2 separate regions of the Sus scrofa genome follow, and region 1 is linked to region 2. The links are chromatin contacts, called in public HiChIP or PLAC-seq maps. All regions are on one chromosome and are shown on one strand. The core of a region is the stretch at or near the end of the contact, and the rest is flanking DNA. Distances in the headings are between cores, read along the strand shown. Region 1 holds the start of WDR66 (cilia- and flagella-associated protein 251). Region 2 holds the start of VPS33A (VPS33A, CORVET/HOPS core subunit).

Region 1 (3,936 bases), core at 434-2,933, 320 kb before region 2:
AAAAAAAAAAAAAAAAAAAAAAAAAAAAATTAAAAAAAGAATAGAGAGGAGTTCCCATTGTGGCGCAGTAGAAACGAATACAACTAGGATCTATGAGGTTTCGGGTTCGATCCCTGGCCTCGCTCAGTTGGTCAAGGATCCGGCATTGCTGTGAGCTGTGGTGCAGGTCACAGACGTGGCTCAGATCTGATGTTGCTGTGGCCGTGGTGTAGGCCAGCAGTTGTATCTCTAATTGGACCCCTAGCCTAGGAACCTTCATATGTCACAGGTGCTGCCCTAAAAAGCACACGCACACGCACACGCACACACACACCAGGATGCACCCCTGGTAGCCCAGGACGGTGTTAGCTTCTTCTTCTGTAACCCACCAGAGGGCAGCAAACTCCTTCCACTTCTGGAATAAAAGACCAGGCAAGTTTGCTTCTAATTTGACTTTCTGTACTTGAACCTCCTTGGCCACACTCAGCACTGTTTTGTAGACTGCTGAGGTCCATTGACACTGCTGATGGGAACCAGCAGTGCATGCTGACCTGTATTCTTGAAAACTCTTAATTCCTCCTTCCTTTTATTTTCTCTCTTTAACGCGGCAAAATGAGTTTCCGTGATTCCTAGTGACACCCTGTCTTACTTTCTCTCTGCACTGTATCACAGTGTTTATTTCCACAGTTCTTGGAGATCACTTTCTGTTTTCAGGGGGCATCTGACCTATTCTGCTGAGGCATGCCTGGGTTCCCTGTGACTGGATTTGCTTGGGTTGGACACAGATACCAGCTTGCCCTGACAGGAGTCAGTACTGGGCTGTACTAGCTGTGGGTACTCATGCCCAACTGGAAAGCCTTCCTGTTGAGTGTATTCCTCCCAGCTGTGTACTCCAGTCAAACATCCATGTCTATACCCCCTTTGTAGCCATAGATGTGCTGTGTTGACCAATGTTTGCTGTTTAAATTGTTCTAATTCCAAGTGTTTTCAAACCGATTTTTCTAAGCCCTAGACTATAATAAACACAACTTGTCGCATCCAGTAATCCTTTTTGCTTTTTGAGATGTATGCAAATGAATCAACCCAGCATTGGGGTACGGAGGTGGGAAGGGGAGAATCATTCATATCCTAAGATGCTAGCAGCACAGCATTTTGCATCAGTGCTTTTGGATGGTTTCCTACGTCTCCCTTCGGAAATCACAGAATGGCTACGCAGGTGGGCTGACTTTGTGAGATTCTAGTGGAGTCAATCTGCGGTGGAATCATCCTAATAGATTTAACCACACTAGTTTGGCAGAAACCCTTTGTGATAAAAACCGCAAGCCAATGTAACCTGTGTAGTATTTAATCCCAACCAACTGTAATTTTCTACACAGCGTGTAGTTCCCCGGGTGAAGCGGTGTTGGACAGATGGGTGCCGCATCTATGAGACCGGGAAATTTAGTTTGTTTTTGACAAGAGAATTCTACCAAACAGTTCGTACTTAATTTTGTCAAGCCTTCAGAAAGGCAGAATTGCTAGGATTGGCCGCTGCGGCGTCTCGGCGGGGGCGGCGGGGGGCACCATGGGAAAAACTGGAGAGAATGGGAGGGGAGGAAAGGCAGCCAATTTTCACGCCGAAGTCGCGGCGGCGCCTGTCTCTGCGGGGACCGGCAGGCGGCGTGCGGACCCGTTCTCGCCGCTTTCCGGACACGTGACCACTGTCCAGCCCTCTCGCTTTACGGCCCGTCGCCCGCGGCGGCGGCGGCGGCGGCGGTCACCATGGGGACGGGGCTTGGGTGGCAACCGTAACTAGGGAGCACGTGGAGGAGAAAGCAGCTGCCCCTAGGGGCCGGGAGGTGGACGAATTGTCCAGGCCGCGGAAGACTTCGGCTTTTGAGGAACAGGGTCGCGGCACTCGGTGAGTCTAGAGCGGGGCCTCCGTGGGAATACGGGGGGCTCTCACTCAACCTGCGCCGGGCCTGGGGCATTTCCAGGGAGACTTGAGCTGGAGGAAGAGCCACCCTCCCTCTAGCCCACCTCTGCCGCCTCCGCCACCCCTTCAGCAAGAGTCATTGGCAGAGTTTGACAGTCGAAAGAGTCTGTGCTAAGAGCCCTGGACTTGAAATCATAGCAATAATTTTTCAAATGGCTGAACTGAGCGTGGGAGAGGTTTGCTCATAGCTGTTTGATCTTGGGTAAGTCACCTCCCAGAGCTTGGCTCAAATTTGCTGTAAGGAGTAAACGAGAGGATGTGTTAGAAGTCTTTTAAACTTTCTAAGCAATTGCTGGCATTTCTTTAGCACTCTGTGTTGCAGCGGTGTTGAGCATTTTGCACATGTCATCTCTCTCATCTTCACAGCAACCCCAGAACTCAGGGTTATCGTTTTTATTTTTCCTGTGAGAAAATTGAAACTCCGAGGGCTAAAGTGACTTGCTTGTGGTCACAGAGCAGCTGAGTGATGGAGCTGGGATTCAGTGCTAGGAGAGGCTGACTGGAAAGCCCACACTTTTACCCCCTAAGCTACCTGCTTCTTCCCTTATTCATAGTATTCGGTTTGTTGCTAATGCCTGGGCTATCATTTTGCTGCTTGTGGAAATATGAATATATTTAAAATGATTTAGCTGGCTTTAAAGTTGTTCCTAGAAAGACGAGGCCCCGGCAATTATTATTATTACTATTTTTTTGTCTTTTTGGGGCCACACCCGTGGCATATGGAAGCTCCCAGGCTAGGGGTCGAATCAGAGCTGTAGCAGCTGACCTACGCCAGAGCCACGCCAGATCTGAGCCGTGTCTGTGACCTATACCACAGCTCACCGTAACACTGGATACTTAACCCACTGAGTGAGCCCAGGGATCGAACCTGCAACCTCATGGTCCCTAGTCAGATTCGTTTTCACTGCACCATGAAGGGAACTCCGCATTTTTTTTTTTTTAAATGGCCTTACCCATGGTATATGGAAGCTCCTGGGCCAGGGATTGAATCTGAGCCTCAGCTGTGGCAATGCCGAGTTCTTAACCAAGTGCACCTGGCCTGGGATTGAACCTGTACCTCCGCAGTGACCTGAGTTGCTGCTGTCAAATTCTTAATCCACTGTGTCACGGTAGAAATTCTCTGGGGTCAGTATTCTGAAAGATTTGGGATAGGCTTTCCCAGGAATATGGCATTCTTTTCATTCCTGTGGAAAGGAACAGTGCTGATGTTGTATGTTCCATTGATAGATTTGTGCACCAGGGAATCCAAATGGGAAACAGAGGGCCTTGCTGATTATTCTCAAAATTTCTCTAGAAACTCCACAGAGAAGAATGTCAGATGCGGAGGAAAACCCACTGGTGGAAACAGAAGAATATGGAGAAATAGAAATGGAAGAAGGAGAAGATGGAGGAGGAGGAGAAGAAGATCCATATTATAAAGAGCTAGAAAATATGCAAGAAGAATCCAAAGAAGATAACACATTAGCCTGGAGAGAGTCTCAGGGGGAGGAGGAGGAGGAGGGGGAGGAAGGAGAGGAGGGGGAGAAGGAAAAAGGGATGGAGGAGGAAAAGGGAGAAGAGGAGAAAGAAGGGGAAGAGGAGAAGAGAGTGGAGGAGGAAGGCGAGGAAGAAGAGGAGGAGGAAGAAGTTGGGAAGGAGGAGGAGGCTCTTAGGGAAGAAGTGGAGGAAGAGGCTTCAGGAGCCCAGGAGGAAACTGCAGTAAAGCCCCAAGAAGCCACCAAGTCCAGGAACAATTTGGATAGACTTACACCAACTGATTCCCAGTCAATCTTGTTAGGAACACTCCCAGTAAGTAGCAATTGTAACTCAGTCATTCATTCCTAATTGAACTCTCCACTTACCTGCCAGGCTATGGAGATATAAAACCAAATAAGACACAGTCCGTTCTCTTAAGGAGCTTTAAGATGTGTCAGGAGACAGACCCATAACCAAAGGCCAAACATTATAAAACTCAATGCAGTGACTGAGAAATACATAGGAGA
Region 2 (4,288 bases), core at 1,165-3,664:
AAGTTAAGAGTTGCTGTCCTAAACAGACAGAAGGAACTATAGTTTGTTGAGTATCTGAGAAAAAAAAAAAAAAAAAAAAAAAAAAAAAAAAAAAAAAAAAAAAAAAAAAAAAAAAAAAAAATATCTGTGTCATGGTATTAATTATTACACTGAACCATTTGGAAGCTGCCAATTGCAACCTAGTATTTTATATGTGTCATATAATCCAATTACAAAAATTAAAACCTCTGATACCCATACTATAAATCTTATTTTTTCTTTTTCAGCTATAACCGAGGCATATAGAAAAGTTCCTGGGCCAGGGGTCGAATCTGAGCTGGAGCTGCAACCTACACCACAGCCGCAGCAATGCCCAATCCTTAACCCACTGTGTCAGGCTGGGGGTGGAAGTGGCACCTCCCCAGAGACCAAGCCACATCATCGGCACAATATGCCACAGTGGTAACTCCTACAAATCTTACTTTGACAGAAGGGGAAATTTTAAAAGGCTCAGGAAGTTTAAGTAACATGTCCAAGGCCACATAGGGACCTTGGACATACATAACATAAGGAAGTCAGGACTCCAACCTAGGACTTATAATCTCACAGGCCATTGCTCTGGGACCCTAGGAGCATTTCTGCTGCCAAACTCCAGTGGGATTTTTTTCTTTTTTCGACTGAAATTTTTAGATAACTATAGATTAATATTCAGCTGTAAGAAACAGTACAGAACAATTCCTAAGACACTTTGCTCAGTTCCTCTGACAAAACATTTTGCAACACTACAGCACAATAGGTGTTACAACCAGGATACTGAATTGACATAATCCATGCTCTCATTCAGATTTCAGCATCATTTCCCGACTTTTAACTGAGCACCTAGGACTTTGCCTGCTTTTGTCTTCTCTCAATGGCTGCTAGCACCTACTCTACCTCTTGGGGTCCCATTCTTTTTTTTTTTTTTTTTTCTTTTTCTTTTTAGGCCTGCACTTGTGGCATATGGAAGTTCCCAGGCCAGGGGTGCAACTGGAGCTGCAGCTGCAGGCCTATGCTACAGCCACAACGTGGGATCCTTAACCCACTGAGCAGGGCCAGGGATCCAACTCACATCCTCATGGATGCTAGTCAGGTTCCTTACCTCTGGGCCACAAAAGGAACTCCACAGAGTGCTATTCTTTCTAATATTCGTTTCAGAGTTTTCCCAATTTTCCTTTTCTCTTCAGAGCTTTATTGCCAGTTACTTTATGGGGACTGATAAATCATAAGGAGAGAGGGTCAAGGTAATACCACTTAAACGAAATGCTGGGAAGTCCCTTACCTACTATGTTTCCCATTCCATTGTGAGCTGGATGCTAATTAATGTCTAACTGGAAGTTCCCATGTGGTGCAGCGGTTAAAGAGCTGGCATTGTCACTGCAGGGCTCACGCTGCTGCTGTGGTGAAAGTTTGATCCCTGGCTCAAAAACTTCCACATGCCCCAGGGTGGCCAGGAAAAAAAAAAAAATGTCTAACAGGAGAAACAATTCTGTTTCGAGAGGCTGACGTTAAAAACCTCAAATGCTGGAGTTCCCGTCATGGCGCAGTGGTTAACGAATCCGACTAGGAACCATGAGGTTGAGGGTTTGGTCCCTGCCCTTGCTCAGTGGGTTAAGGATCTGGCGTTGCCGTGAGCTGTGGTGTAGATTGCAGACGCGGCTCGGATCCTGCGTTGCTGTGGCTCTGGCGTAGGCTGGTGGCCACAGCTCTGATTAGACCCCTAGCCTGGGAACCTCCATATGCCGCGGGAGCGGTCAAAGAAATAGCAAAAAGACAAAAAAAAAAAAAAAAAAACCCTCAAATGCTACCACTTCTCATAATCCATGTGAAGAAAAGGTTGTAAGACAGTGGTGCTTCAGACTTTCAAAGGTATGGTTTCTAACCACACGTATGATCTTTGTAATGAATGGACACTGGATCATCTACGTCCTCGGGCCGGCCCGCCTCAACAGTGTGTAGGGGTGGGGGTGGCACCGGATTCGCCCCTCTGGACCTGAATGGCACTGACACAAGCTGATTCGTGAGGGACTAAGGTAGCACAGTGGCTTATTCCGCTTCCACGAAACAATCGCGATGCCACGCAGAATCCAGGCTGGATGCCCCAGGCCCCACCAGCTGTCCCCTCTCCCCGCCTCATCATACCCGCCGGCTCTCCTCTCTGGAAGCCCCAGGGGACCTCGTACACCCGGAGCTCAGGCGGTCAAGGACCGGGTTAGGCCAAGTCGGACGGCGCTGGAGGGCGGTGTCGCCGCGCACTGTCCCTCACCTTGCTTCCCGCGCACTTGTCCAGGAACTCTCGCAGCTCGCGACGCACCGCCTCGCGCAGCACGTTCAGGTTAACTCGCCCATAGGATAGGTGCGCCGCCATCTTGCCCCACCGCCCCCTACTCCCCCCTCGATCCAACTGAATCGGCTTTTCCCCAGCAGAGCCCACGGGCGCAGTCACGTGACGGCGTGTTCACGTGACCCGGGCCGCCGACCTTACGCCAAACCCGGAAACTAGAATCGTCAGCTGTCTGCCGCTTTCTTGGCCCTAACGCCCGCCGCTTTATTCTACCTCTTGGGTTCTGAGGCTTTTTAAGACCACAGCCTCAGTCCAGGAGCTGTTGAGCGCTGAGAGCTGTGTTTAAGGATAGAGTCTGGGTCTTACTCATCTCGTTGAAAAATCGAGAGACTTTCTTCAGAGCAGCAAGCATACCGCTGCAAAATGGTAACCAAGCTGAGCTTGAATGGAAATCTTTTCGATTTATAGCTATCGAAAGGGCCTGAGCTTTGTTCTTTCGGTTTGTCGGCTACAGTCTACAAAAATGGCTAAGGGCCGCGGGAACTTTGAGTGACTTGTCCCTTTAGCTCTTCCTAATAGACTTTTGTGTGATGTGTAGTATTTCACACAAACGGTATCCGACGTGGAATCCAGGTAAAATTCTTGTGAATTACGAGGATGAAAGAAGATGTAATTTACATGGTATAATTTATGTAAAAGGCTTAGTGCGCCTGTAATTTAACAATTGTTCAATAAATAACATTAGGAAGATATATGTTTTTCAGTACTTTGAGGTGAAAAAGGCTTGAAAATGTTTGGTCTTGCCTGGTTTCCTTCAATCCTTCATACAATGTTACGAAGAAAGGACGCGAAGCAATTACATGGAGTATACGAAAGCGATGAGTGGAATTTGAGGATGATAATCAGTCATACATACTAAGATACTTATACTCTCAATGTCTTGATTCTATCAAAGACATTTAGATTTTAAAAGAACTTGTTTCCATACATGCAGAGTGTTTCATGCCTTAATTCTCAACCCGATTTTCACCGTGGTTCTCAACCTGTATCCCAGACTCTTCTCACATGTGCAGGGTTTTTGTTCAACTGAGAATTACATATTGTAGCACCATCTGTGAGAGTGAACTTTGAGCTCAGCAGGCCATGTCATGAACTGTTAAATGAGAGCACAACTATGTTGAGAGGTAAAAATATCCACAGTTAGTGAAGTCATGCTTGGGTGCAAATGAGCAAAACTAGAATAAAGGATCCTCCTCAAACAGATCTGGCAGCTGCAGAAGGTGCAACTTAGGTTGCAACTGCAGCTCAGATCTGACCCCTGGTCTGGGAACTCAGGTGCCCTTGTGACAAAAACCAAAAAACTCACCGTCAGGATGCTAGATGGTTATCAACAGACCTTCTACTTGTGTAAGACCCAATGTTTGGAGACATTGCTACAGTACTGCAGTTGCCCTAGAAACATTGCAGACTTTAGTGTTAGTTTGAGGCTTTTTTCTTTTTAAAATGCATTTTTATTGAGATATAATTGACATATAACATTATATTAGCTTTAGGTATACAACATAATGATTTCTGTATACACTGTGAAATGATGACCACAATAAGTGTAGTTGAGTCTTTTCATCAGTTTAGTCAATGCTGTAGTCAAGGACTACTATCAGGGTATTTTTTTTTTTTAAAGGTCAAAGTAATGTTCAGCTAGTAACTCTACTCTGGATTAATATCTACCTGTGGTGGAGTCAGAACTCATAAAACAGATGCTCGGTTCATTTGTCATTTTGGTAAACATCACAGCAATTTTCACCAGTTTCTTCGCAAAACTTCATGCATCAATATGTAGTTGGTTGTACCTGGTGCCACTTACATGTAATGAGAGTGTGACATAGCAATGGATAAGCACCTTGGGTATTTATTTTATGCTGAATGGGTCATAGAATGCTTTGAGATAACTTCTTAAAAGCTGTTTATCAACAAACGGCAGTAGAAATT

Evidence for each region. HiChIP or PLAC-seq counts read pairs in DNA pulled down with a chosen protein or histone mark.
Region 1: a contact with region 2 is called in an H3K27ac HiChIP or PLAC-seq map of skeletal muscle, with 11 times the contacts expected there. The contact joins the promoter of WDR66 here to the promoter of VPS33A in region 2. A contact is called at or near these places in 1 of 5 promoter capture datasets (liver), 7 of 47 Hi-C or Micro-C datasets (embryonic fibroblasts, epiblast stem cells, fetal heart ventricle and 4 more) and 1 of 2 datasets of contacts at active chromatin or transcription factors (skeletal muscle).

The regions. Positions count from the first base shown.
Region 1 is chr14:30,790,609-30,794,544 of Sscrofa11.1, reverse strand. WDR66 (cilia- and flagella-associated protein 251) reads left to right here and starts at 1,683. Exons shown (of 23, transcript XM_013982831.2): 1 at 1,683-1,879; 2 at 3,249-3,742. The coding sequence starts at 3,266. PSMD9 (26S proteasome non-ATPase regulatory subunit 9) reads left to right here. Exons shown (of 6, transcript XM_003132874.5): 6 at 1-1,024.
Region 2 is chr14:30,467,174-30,471,461 of Sscrofa11.1, reverse strand. It overlaps VPS33A (VPS33A, CORVET/HOPS core subunit), which reads right to left and starts at 2,414. Exons shown (of 13, transcript NM_001098604.1): 1 at 2,282-2,414. The coding sequence starts at 2,383.